2 separate regions of the Gossypium raimondii genome follow, and region 1 is linked to region 2. The links are chromatin contacts, called in public Hi-C maps. All regions are on one chromosome and are shown on one strand. The core of a region is the stretch at or near the end of the contact, and the rest is flanking DNA. Distances in the headings are between cores, read along the strand shown. Region 1 holds the start of LOC105794318 (vacuolar fusion protein CCZ1 homolog B). Region 2 holds the start of LOC105794315 (pentatricopeptide repeat-containing protein At1g51965, mitochondrial).

Region 1 (6,914 bases), core at 1,372-3,871, 170 kb after region 2:
TAATGTCATTTTAGTATAAAATTTGAGTCGGGTGAGAGAAACTAGAAAACTGCTACATCAGCTTTGAAGATCAGACCATACAGGAGAAAGTGTTGTGGACACGAGCAAGTCTTGAAATAAAATGAGCGAGGAGCATGGTGCGTTGCCAGCAGAAGATTCTAATAGTCTGACAAGTGTCTGCCAAAACAAGAGGAAATCATTAAAACTAAAAGAAATAACAATTACAAACAACTCTCATTTTAAGGTGCATATGGTACTGTTCATCTTCTATGCTTATATAAAGTTTTAATCAAGCAAAGCAGCAATGAATGATTTTCTATAAGTTTCTAATCTCCGGTTTTAAAATAGTTTAAGTTAGCAGGTTAAAAATTGCAGTAGAAAGCAACAGTGTTGTCAACTCTTGCATCTGGTATAAAAGGTCAAATAGGATTATCCAGACTCATTTTTGGAAGAATCAAACAACTATTTAGAAGGTCAAACACTGAGAACTGTTCAATTAGATTCACTCATTAATGCCATATCTCTTATTCTGGTAAATTAAGAAAGCAAATCTAAGAGAGGCATCTAATGCTTTATTAAACTCCCTTTACCAGTTTTTCCTATGAAAATCCTAAACCTTATATATATAGTCAAGAAGAAAAATCAAAAAGTGTGTTCAATAGAAGACTCATGTCTCTGGATCTTACAGGTGAGCTTGATTGCGTTGACTTGCCCACTGAAAAGAGAAAAAATCTAGACAATTTACAAACAACGACAATATATAATATAGTGTCACTTTGCTCTAATTATATAGCAAGAACTTAGAAATCTACGATAGGAACAATATATGGGAAACTTTTACACAAGTGGAAATATGTCGTTTGATGGTTCAGTAGATACAGAGTAATGATGGCACCAGACCTCAAATTCAAACTACATTATCACTTCAAATATAAAGCAGAGCAGATTCATTCGAGCATAGAAACTATCTATTATCAGTTATTCAGTATGCTAATATCCAGTCACTAGTATTTTAGTTCCAAGGGTACATAACTCGAAACTACCATAATATAAGTTTCTTCATCGGAGGTAGGAACTTTAAACCACTTATTATGGAAAATGTGAAAGAATTTTGGCAATTCAACTACACATGATAACTGCCAAAACACACACGCATGCACACAAATTCTTAACACAAACCTGAACTTCAATTGCAGCCTCTCGTCCTACAGTTAGCATCTGTACAGTCCTTCGTTCCTTTAAACAGTCACGGAATGATGGCAACAGGAGTTTCTTCCCAACCAGAAAATCTGCCTCAAAATAAAAGTTATACATAAGGTATGAGATATAGCTACTTCAGCAAGACTTGGAAGCACAAATCCAGATAAAGCCATTTGATACAGCAACTTCAGCATTACCCCAGCAGCACTCATCCAAGGGAGACAGCTTTTGACATGCTGACAATTAGTGACTTGCAATGAAATATTTTGAATAAAAGACAAAATAACAATAAACTTAGCACAAGTTTCAAGCAGACATAAAATTTCATAACTTACCTCTTAGATAATCCATGATGAAAGGGTATAAATGAGCACGAGTTAGTCCTCCGCCAGGTTCTTTGTCAAGCAAAGCTCTAATAGATCCATGAAACATCATGAAAAGAGAGTGAATTTCCTTGAGAACCTCTCTTAATGCATCAATCCGCCATATGGCTTCCGGCTCCTTACTTTTCTCCACTATCTATAACAATAAATAGCAGATATCAGACATCAGACTTTCCCATCAAGGGAAAAAATTTTTACAGATTGACCAAGATATATGTACTTTACTCTTTTTCCAACAAAATGCTGGTAATTAACGGAACATGTCTAAACAAGGTTTCAAGATTTCAAGACAATCTATTGACACCAATAACCAAACATTTGTACATCTATGCCTAAAATTATCATTCAGAAGCAAATGGACATAGAAAAAATATATATCACACTAGATAGTCACAACTACATTCATACCATAACCATCCAAATATCTGGCTCTGCCTCGTAAAAGACATGAGAGTGCCTCTCTGCCTCTATAACCTCGCAAGCAGCCTCCGGAGAGAAAATTCTGCAGAAAAAACTCGAATTTTTTTGTAAAAAGAACTAGCTAAACAAAGAAACTTTGTTCTAATCTTAAACTGAACACGATGGATCACGAAAGGGGTTCCTTAGTACTAACCGCGTGAATGTAATAAGCCCTTCGCTGAGCCCAATCACAGAGAGTTGAGTCGAAAAGGGCAAATCAGGAGGAAAGAAGTATAAAATTTTATCAAGTTCTTGCCCTTCGTGTTGGCCTCTTCTCAAATCAAATATGCAGAGTTGCATGCCTTCAGTAGCAGTGCCAATAGACGACAAACCCATGAAACTAGCTAATTTGTTTCAATGAACCTGATTGAAATAAACAGAAAAAGGAAGATTGGAACGCAAAAAAAGCTACACAATTAATAGGAAAGAAAAATTAAGAAAAAGCGACAGTGAGATGCCAAAACACTTACTCTGTAAAATTTGGCGACGAAGCTTCTCAGATCCTCAGTAGCCAAAGAACAAGAGCGAGTAGACTTGCGGTTTGGAGATGAACTTTGAATCGTAGGTGGAAGGAGTAATTGTTAGTTAATGATTAAAAATTAAATTAAAAAAAGGGGAACTTTTGGGCTTTCATGGTAAAGCCCAATTTGAGTTGGGCATCAAGTTTGGAGCCTAAAGCCTACAACCACTCTTTCCAAATTGCTTAAATTTAAATTATCAAAAGCTAACTAAGAATTAGTTGAGTGTGATGATAAGGTACATTAAGGAAAAGACTTAAACTCGAATCTTGAAGACAAAATTATTGGGAGGGACAATCACATATTAATTAGGTTTAATTGGATTTTTTACATTTTTCACTTACCATTATAATTTGATTTGATTTTTAGTTTTTATATAGCTTTTTATTTTTAGACTTATTTTGAGAAATTAAAGTTATTTTTATGATTTTTAATATTATTTGATAAATTTTAAAGAATAATTTTTCAAGTAAATAAACAATAATCAATACATATTTTTATACAAAACTCTTAAATAATTTTGACTATTTTAAATATTTTTTATTTTTATATCATAAAATTAGATTTAATTATAAATTAAATAAAAACTAGAATTGATCTGGTTTGAGTAACCACAATTTTTAATTTGTATTTCATAAACCGTTCAAACATTACAATTTAGATCAATTTTGATTTTTCAATCTTTCTCATTCAAACCTATAATAAACTAGATTAATGGCACGTGAGTGAAAATAATTAAAATATATATATCTATTAAAATCTATATAAAAATAGTTGATGCTTTGGTTATAATAATAAAGTTAAATATTTATCATGTATGGTATTTTAGGTTCATATATTATTATAATCAAATTTTTATGAATTTATTATATAGAAACACAAACACACCCTTATATATATATTTACATTTGAGAGGGTATTTTAATAGTTTTATTACGGAGTGAGTCGTATAGATACCTTGGAAGTTAGGTACTATTGATAAATTTAAAAAAAATTAAGTGTTACTAAATTAGATATTATTTTTTAGGATTGAATTTTTGTTGTTAATCCTTTTATATATTTATAAAAATCAAGTACCTTGATAATTATAATTTTTATGCATCGTTTTTAGAATTAGACCAACCAGTTGATTCGGGAGTCGATCGGGGTATAGGTCCTAAATAAGGGATCAGATCGATTAACCGTGAATCAGTTGAATCGATTAGACCAATTGAATTGACGATCAAGTTGAGTGAACCAATTTTTCCTTCTTTTTTTTTCCTCTTTTATATCTTTAATAAATTTATTCAATTAAACCGAATGAACTGATTGAAACATGAATCGATTGTCTAATTAATTTAACCACCGGTTCAATTCTGAAAATATTACTTTTGTGTAACAAAAAAAGACAATTATGTTATAAATAAAGAGAGATTGAGAGAATAAAGAATAAAAGAAAATATAAAAGCAATAGATGATATACTTTATTGAACGAAAGGGATGATTACAATGCTTCATTAGAGTCTCTATTTATAGGCATAAGAAGTATAAAAGAAGTAAAGATCTAATTCTATTAACTATTAGAATTTAAAGTACACCAAAAATTTATCTTGATCATGATGGACATCCACTTAATAAGATATTCATAACACTCCCCATTGAATGTCCATTGGTATATAATGTGCCTCATTAAAACCTTATTAGGAAAAACCCTATGGGATAAAAACCTAATGAAGGAAAAAGAGTAGAGAATCTATAATACGTATAATATGCTACCTCATTAAAAACCTTATCAGGAAAACCTAATGGAACTGTAATACCCAATTTGCCCAGCCCAATTTTATAAATAAAAACAAAAAATTATTAAAAGTCCATCAGGCCATAGTTACAAGCCAAAAAATAATAAACTCAAATCATATCAGCAAGCCCAATACCTAAACAACCCAAACACTAGACTAGCCCAAAGCCTAATCCAGCCCAACCTAGCCCAAAACATTCCCCAAACGCCGAAACCCTAGCAGCCACAACAAGCCTTCAGCATCACAGCCACCAGGGCCTTCCCTCGCACGTGCGCCACCGCCACGTGCCATGCCTCCACTCCCATTGCTCCGTACGGCCGTACCTGCACACAAGCAAACAAGCAAAAACGAACAGAAAACAGCAGCAAATACAAAAGAGCGAAATATATTTTGTTGTAATTTTTATTTCGTTTTATCTTCGGCTATATAAAGCCATTTTCCAGAATTTGTAAGGGGGACACACACGAAATAAATACAAAAAGAAAAAATTGAAAACAAGGTTTTTTTTCTCTTTCTTTTTTTCATTCTGTTCTTTTTCCAATTCATATTTCTTTCTTTTTCAGTTTTTTTATCATATATACATATATAAGGATAGATATAAAATAAAAAGCGAGAAATTACCTTTTAACAGCGCCGTTGGGTCTTCGCTCCCTCCATCGCCGTCGGAGTCTGGGCGGAGATTAATCGGTGTTCGGATGGCCAAGTTTTTAAATGGAGAGCGGCTAGGGTTTTCTTTGATTCAAAATGGCTGAAACATTTTCTTTTTTATTTATAAGGGCCATGTAAAATGACATCGTTTGAGGTTTGTTTCAATACCCTCAAAACAGTGTCGTTCAATCCTATAACCCAATGATCCGACCCGAAGCGGATTAGATCCGCGCGTCCTAGTATTGGTGGGGTTATTTGCTTTGCGCTTTGGTTCAACCTAGTTTCTGTTGTTTCTTTAAATTGGGTCGTCTATTTTCCTACGGATTTCATCTTAGTCCACATGCAATGCTGCATTTTGAGGGCACGGGATTATTTCCCTTTTTGGTCCCTAATATTACGCGCATGTTTTGACACAGCCCTTAGATATTTCTAATTGTGTTGTCTTTCCCTTAAATTTGGTTTTAATTTTCGATTTAGTCCCCTTTATGTTTTTTAAGTACTTAACTATTTTTATTATTATTGTTATTATTATTAATGCTACTATAACTATTAGTATTATTATTTATATTAGTTTATACGTTTATTTACCTATTTACATATATTATTATTTTGTTATTTATATTATTACTTTAAGTTTTGAATTACCATCATATATTAATAATTAGTTTCATTACGTATTTTTATGTAGTATTATTTTATGTTATAAATAAAATTATATTACCACTTTGGATTTATTATACATTTGTTTTAAAATTTCTTGTGTATTATTATTTAATCCAATTATGTATTACTTATTTTAAATTAACACATGTATATTATTGCATATATTTTAAATTTTCTTCTTGCATAATATTTATTACAAAATTCATCTAAATACTATCATTCTATCTAGTGTTTATTTTAAACTCTATTTTGAGTCTATTTCATATTTATATATACATATATATATTATTTTAAAACTTTTGTACGTATAATTTATTCGATTATGATTTCTTCTCTTGCTATTGCATTTAGTGTATCTTAAAAAATTGATTAGTAACTCATTTAATTTTTGAATGTTGTATGACCGAGATTATTGTTGCTATTCATGTTTGAATTTATCCATTGCTTGTTTACATTATTTGATGATTTATCGTTCACTAGCATGTATCGTAATTTACGAATTATCATTTTGAATTATGCACTACCATTCAATCGCATTACATTTGTTTAGAAAAATGTCAAAATCGTTTTGCACATAAATCTTCAAAATACTCGGTATCCAAGATCTTCGAAAGAATTGAGCCCTAACGTATTGGGTTCCAATTTTCCTCGTCGATTCTAAATAATCGAGTTTATTCTTTAATCAAGACACACAAATAAAAAGCTCATTCTCGGGAATTTGATACGTTGTATCCTAACGCATTGAATATAACATATTGTTTTCTCGAGACGAGGATTCTTTTAAAAAATAAAAATAAAGGCAATATTCGATATTTAGGAATTTTGTGAAATCGAACCCTAACTTACGGGGTTTTGATTTTCTTATTTGACCCAAACAATCAGATATCCTTCTCAAAATGCATAGGTTTTAAAAGTCAAGACGTAAACTTAATTTTGAGGATTTAAAATGTTGCACTCTAACTTACTGAGTGTGACAATTTATTTCTTTGAAATAAGTGAGTCTCATCATCTAATTCATTTTATTCAAGATAAAAGAATCGTATTTTAAAATATTTTCAAAATCTCGACACTAAGACATTAAACAATCAATTCGATACCAATTTTGGGCGTTACGAGGGTGCTAACCCTTCCTCGTGCGTAATCGACTCCTGAGCTTATTTTCTCAAAGTTCGTAGACTTCAAATCGTTTTTCAAGGTGATCCGATCACACCTCATTAAAAGATCGGTGGCGACTCCAATTTTTCATTTTAATAAGTCGACGACTA
Region 2 (6,564 bases), core at 1,430-3,929:
TTGGGAGTCAACTATTTAAGTATATCAAGGGATATATTAGATTCAAAATGCTCAAATAGTTAACTGCAAAAATGGTAAATTTTGAATCTAACCTTTCTAGCCTTTCATTATTTCAAAGGGCTAACAACCCAACCAGTGATAGGATTTTGCCTCCGAACTCTAAATTTCTTTTGTGGCCCACTTTGTAGCCGTTCAAGCACCGCGTATGTAATTGAATCAGGTGTTAACCCCTGCTGTTTAAGTTTTGTATACAGATCTACTGCCTGCGCAGTCCTGCCAGTTTTCTCAAGACAGTCGAGTAAAATGTTGTATGTCACAATGTTTGGACAACAGCCCGCAGCAAACATTTCATCGAATAGTGCACAAGCCATCTCAACTTTATCTGTTTTGCCAAAGCACTCAATGAGTGTGCTGTATGTTACAACATCTGGATTTAATCCTTTCTCTTGCATCTCCTTGAACCTCATGTGAGCTTCATCAATATTACCATTTTTCCCGAGGCAATTGATCAAAGAATTATACGATACAATATCAGGTTTACAATCACTTTTCTCGAGTTCCTCAAAGGTTTTGATAGCCTCATCAACTTTCCCAGCCCTTCCAAAGCTACAGATTAGAATATTGTAAGTAAATATATCGGGTGAAGGACCCTGCTGTTTCATCTTTTCATAAAGGTCATGAAGATGGGATATTTGCTTTAGCCTACCAAGTGCAGAAAATACCATGTTATACATGAATGCATCACTATTGATTCCCTTTTCCTTAATCTTACTTAGCAGATCAATTGCCTCAGTTGTTTTACCAGCACTACAAAGGCTTTCCAACATTGAAACATATGCATCCTTGTCTCCCTTATTGTGAAAGTTCCACATGTTGCAAAATAACCGGTGAGCCTCGCTAGCATGACCCAGCTTACTCAATGTCCTTACAAGATATGCATATATTGACTTACTCATATATTTCTTTGATATTTCAATAACTTCATCTAGTTTATTAAGTCGCCCTTCCACAACCAAAACATTTAGAATCACACTGTATGTAAATTCACTGGGCCGACAACCATTCTCGACCATTTCACGGAAGAGGCTAATAACCTTGTCAACCATCCGCCCATTGGCTAGTGCCTGAATCACAGTATTATAAGTAATCGAATTAAGAGAACAGCCATTTGACACCATTTCATCAAAAAGTTTCAGTGATTCATCACATCTACCAAGTTTTCCATTCATTTTCATCATAATTGTGTACGTATAATCATCCGGCACACAATGCTTTCTTTTCATGTCTTCAAAAACCATGTACGTCTGATCAACCTGTCAAATGCTGCAGATCAGATTAGCACTTCAAGGCACTTGAAATGGATGCATTCAGTAACAATATATATATTTAAAGGGGGGAAACATGTTCTGATGCAAAATGTAAAAGTAAATACCATAATTATCAAATCTAGAGAAAGAAGTGCAATATTTTACTTCTACGTAAGACAATCATGTTCAAAATAGTGTTACATTTTAGTACTTAATTCATTTTTAGTCAATTAATTTAGATTTGCTGTTCAAGTAACTGTTTAAGAAGTAAACGCAGATAATAAGTAGCAAAAAGGAAGTAACAAAAACACCAAGAAAATGAGCCTTGAATCTATGCTTTTACAATCTACCACAGGATTTGCTTTTAAACCCCAAAATACTTGAAATCAGAAAACCAAAACAAACCATTAAGCAGTAGTCAAAAGAAAACCAAATCGAATTTGTAAGAACATATCAATCAATTAAGAAGAGACTAAAATAAAGATCAAACCTTCCCATCCTTCGCCAAAGCATTCAACAACATGTTATAACCAAAGACATCTAACTTGTAACCTTTCCTCTTCATCTCCCCATAAACCGAAAACGCTTTCCCTGAGTCAAATGACCTTAAGTAAGCTTGAACCAAGCACTTATAAGTGTAAGCATTCATATTCAACTCCCATTTCTTCACTAGCCTCATACACGTGCCCAAATCCTCAGTGTTCCCGAAAAACCCTATAAGGATATTGACAGTGGAGATGTTTCCACGTATGCCGGACTTTTCCATGTCATCGAGGAGCGACCGTACGGTGTTGAAGCGATCGGGGCGCAAGGATTTGGAGAGGATGAGGAAGAGACGAGAATAGGTGAATGGGTCGTGGCGGAAATTGGGGGACAGGGAGGAGCAAAAGTGGAAGAATTTCAAGGCGAGGGAAGGGCAGCTTAGGGATTTGAGAATGAGGGAGGCTTCATCGGTGGTGAGGGTTGGGGAGAGGGACGAAAGGTACTGTGAGAGATCGGCGAAAGGGTTGGATTGGGATTGGGATTGGGATTTGGTGAGGATGTGTGTCACTTTGCAGATGAGTTGGTAGCGTGGGATCGGGTAGCCGCGAGAGTCGGTGACGACGGTAGGAAGGGAGACTTCGGCGGAGAGGGAGCGACCGCCCGGGGAAGTTGAGGTTATTTTGGCTATGTATTTGGTCGCGTAGTGGCGGCGGCTACTGGTTATAATGTGGTGGAATCGGCGGCGGTTGGGACGGTGCATCACGGAGGATTATTATTGCGCCACTTACGATTCGCTCTACAACGGTTCTTCGCTTTTTTGGTTCAAAAAATTGAGTGAAAAATGAACTCCAAGAGTCAAGATCAAGGACTCTTTAGGACAACATCTAAACAGTGACTACAAAATTTTGGTCTGTTAAAATTCGAAAGCAATGGTTTTTAAATACATGTACGTGAGTATTCGATCGAGTCAAGTCGAGTCGAGTCGAGTCGAGTTGAATTGAGTTAAAAAATTTTAATTTAATCGAGTTGATGAATTGTATTTTAGAAATTGAATTCAATTTGAATTTTTTTCAAATCAAATCGAATCAAGTCAAAAAATCTCTAGTCGAGTTAACGAATCTTATTATTTATACAAAATATTGTGTTTACATGGATAGATTATTTAACTAGTAGACGAAGTACAATATTATTTAACTACATAAATAATATAATGGTTTTGACTTTCAACTTAATGAGTAAACATTTATCAAAACAATGTAGTTTTGCCTTTTAACTTAATGGTTTTGGCTTTTAACTTTGAAAAGGTAAATATTTATCAAAACGATAACAAAGTAGTTTTGCCTTTTAACTTAATGGTTTTGGCTTTTAACTTTGAAAAGGTAAATATTTATCAAAACGATGTACTTTTGCCTTTTCTTATTGATTTTGGATAACTCAAATTGTGTAATTCATATTCAAGTTAAATAGAAAAACTTAATTTTTATTTGAGTTGATTCAAATAACTTGATTAACTCAAATAACTCGAACTATCTAATTCAAAATTTAATTTTTTATCGAGTTTTAGAATCAAATTAGATTTTGCTCACTTTTACTTACATCACTTAATTTTCCGTTCAATTAATTGAATTATTTTACTGGCTAATTTAGCGGTATATGTCTTCTTTTAAATCAGGGTTTTAGGTCTTTTTTTTCAAAAATTAAAGAAATAGGTCATTTTTTAAGAGAGAAAAGGAAAGCGCGTCCAACTGAGTGCGCTTTCTACATCTTGGCTGGAAACAGTGTGCGTTTCCCCCAATGGTTAATTCCAATAGTAAAAAAAATTAAATGCCAAATGGTCCAAAATTTTTCTCTATAAATACCACCAAATTTTACTTTATTTCACTCACATCCTATTCTCTCAAATCTTTCTATTCTCTCAACTCTCTAAATTCTCTCGATTTTCACAAGCTCTTATTCTAAACTTTTCGATATTCTCGTTTAAAAATATTAGTTTTTTAATTATTCTGTATTTTATTCATTCAGATTAAGTTTTCACAAATGAAAACCTCTTTAATTTGTTTCGATGAGAAACACATTTTCGCCGCTCAAGTAGTAATGGTAAGATGAAATTTTAAATTTCGTTATTTTCAATTAAGTTTAATTTTTTTAATATTTTAAAATAATTTTTTTGTCTTTTATAAATAGGTGAATGATCCTGTTTTGGAAGGGATCATACATAATTTGGCAATGCCTCCAATCACCGAACTTTGTGGTTACTTGCAAGAGGCGGGATTCTTGATACATCTTGTATGCTTGGGGGATGCAAACTCGATCCTACACTCATCAGAAAGTTGGTGGGAAAATGGAGGCCCGAAACACACACTTTCTATCTTATATGCGGCGAGTGTACAATCACACTCGAGGACGTAGAGTTATAACTCAGTCTACTGGTGGATGGGTCAGTTGTCATGGAATCAACGATAGTTCTCAGTAAAGAAGACCTCTACGCGACATTATTGGGCAAGGTCTTGAACTCGTTCGAAGGTGGCTGGATACAGATGAAGTGGTTGGAGACCAATTTCAAGAAGCTTCCTCCGCACGCAACCAATATGGTCAAAGGATAATACGCCCGAGCATTCATTCTAAGATCAATCAGGGGCATTTTAATGTCTGATAAATCTCGAAATTTGGTGCACATAAGGTGACTACTACACTTAGTGGACTTCAAAGAATGTGAAAAATTGGGTTGGGGATCGTCGTGTTGGCCACGTTGTACCAGGAGTTGTGTCAGGCGACGAAATCAAATATGATCTCAATCGGTGGTTGCCTTTTCCTGCTGTAGTTGTAGGATTGGTGGCGACTACCGTTTCTACATCCCTGAATGAGCAACCCATACAAGTTCATGTTGGTGACAAGGTAAAATTATTTGTTAATAAATACGTAGTTTGTATAATAATTGTTTTTATTTATTATATGTTTGAACTAACATATCGCTTATACAGGTAGAACCATGGGCCGAGTTACGTGGGACTACCCGACCAACTGAAAGATATTAGGTTGTTGTTAGATCAACGCTCAAAAGTTGATATTAGCTACTTACTCTTTCAAACATATATTAATTATGCAATGATTTGTAAAATAAAATTTTGTAGATAACAGAATTTACTTGTTCACTTCAGTTTGAATGGATGTCATATGCCGACACCGATATCATAAATTACATCTCACCAGAATTGTTGGCCAGTCAGAGGATGTAGGACGCGAAGGTGCCGTTGATAGTGTACACGATGGTGGAAATATACGAATCAGATCGAGTGATGCGGCAATTCAGATGGAGGCAAAAAATTCAGCTGCCATTGCGACACATAAATAAGTTGCACAATGTGGACCTTCAAGGGGAGAATGACGAGGACTGGAAAGAGATTCACAAGGACTACATAGACATTTGGGATCGTAGGATGGAATTCTTACCCTTCCATGAACCATTTTTCTCAACAGACACTGTGGCCTGTTTAGAGTACATGTCATGGTTCAAGTCGCCAGAATGTTGTATCTACTATCGGTGGAGGCGAGGAGTAGGCACCTTCATTAGAAGAGGCAACGACGACCACCCCAGCAATGTAAGGCCAGACACGGTCACACGATGGGTTCGTCATCGACTCCGACCAAAGAACCGCCGTCTATGTCTACACAATATCTCGGTCAATTAACTCCACTTATTCTTATTCATTTCACTAACCCCGTGTTTTCTTACAAGCACCGCACTACGTAGCACCGCACGTCCATGGTTCTTTTGTTCCTGCATGTACATATTTTGGGGCACTGATGTAAACTCGAAATTATATAGGGTTTTCTATATGTTTTTACCACCTTTTTACTTAATTATTATGTTTATCTCGAGTAATAATTATCGAAATAAGTGAATTTTACTTAATTAGTAATTTTAGACATGATTTTCATGCATATTTTATATTAATTCATGTTAATTTATTAATGTATGTATTTTTCACTATGTAGGTAGTATATGGAAACATGATTTAAATAAATAAAAGATGACCATGCACAAATTATCCATGTGGACGACAAGACCATGCAATTTTGGGCATGGGGACAAAAACATAAAATCACTAATAATGAGATAAAATCACTTATATGCACAAAACCTTGCTCGGTCGAACCTTTTACTTCAACTACGATCTTTTTCTTCTTTCTCCCTATTCAGCGGTAAGCTAATGAAGATGATGATGATGATTTTGTTTTATTTTAGTTTATCTTTTCTTATTTACTAATTTACTATTTTACCCTTATAATTAACCTTAACATATAACCAAATGATGAACTAAACCATCCATTATTTCTATTAATGGTCTAATTCCATTTTAAAGCCTACAAATCATGAATTAATATTCATTTAATACAATTGACTAATAGCAATTGACTTTTGAAGTTTTTATGATTTAGTCCTTTTATTTAATTAACTATATAAACGTTAAAATTTTCAAACCAAATTTTAATACGAAACTGTAATAATCATATAAATATTAAATAAATTATAAAACACTGACTCACTTATCGAAATTGTGGTCTCAAAATTACTATTTTCGACACCACTAAAAATAAGTTGTTACAAGAAGAGTCATTTTGTATGTGTAATGTATAAATATCATAATGTTTTCTCTGGAACTCACTAAGTTCGATGAACTTAATCCATTTATCTTCCCTTCTCAGGACCACTGAAGAAATAAAAGAACCTTTAAAGACTACGCTAGAGGATACAAACTGTGTGATGATTATA

What was found. Hi-C and Micro-C count contacts between places; a contact is called where the count stands out from the background.
Region 1: a contact with region 2 is called in a Hi-C map of leaf, with 3 times the contacts expected there. The contact joins the promoter of LOC105794318 here to the promoter of LOC105794315 in region 2. A contact is called at or near these places in 2 of 2 Hi-C or Micro-C datasets (both in leaf).

Annotation. Positions count from the first base shown.
Region 1 is chr3:42,118,665-42,125,578 of ASM2569854v1, forward strand. It overlaps LOC105794318 (vacuolar fusion protein CCZ1 homolog B), which reads right to left and starts at 2,622. Exons shown (of 10, transcript XM_012623450.2): 1 at 2,513-2,622; 2 at 2,197-2,405; 3 at 1,992-2,085; 4 at 1,536-1,719; 5 at 1,180-1,289; 6 at 82-177. The coding sequence starts at 2,378.
Region 2 is chr3:41,948,981-41,955,544 of ASM2569854v1, forward strand. It overlaps LOC105794315 (pentatricopeptide repeat-containing protein At1g51965, mitochondrial), which reads right to left and starts at 2,680. Exons shown (of 4, transcript XR_008194465.1): 1 at 1,798-2,680; 2 at 93-1,313.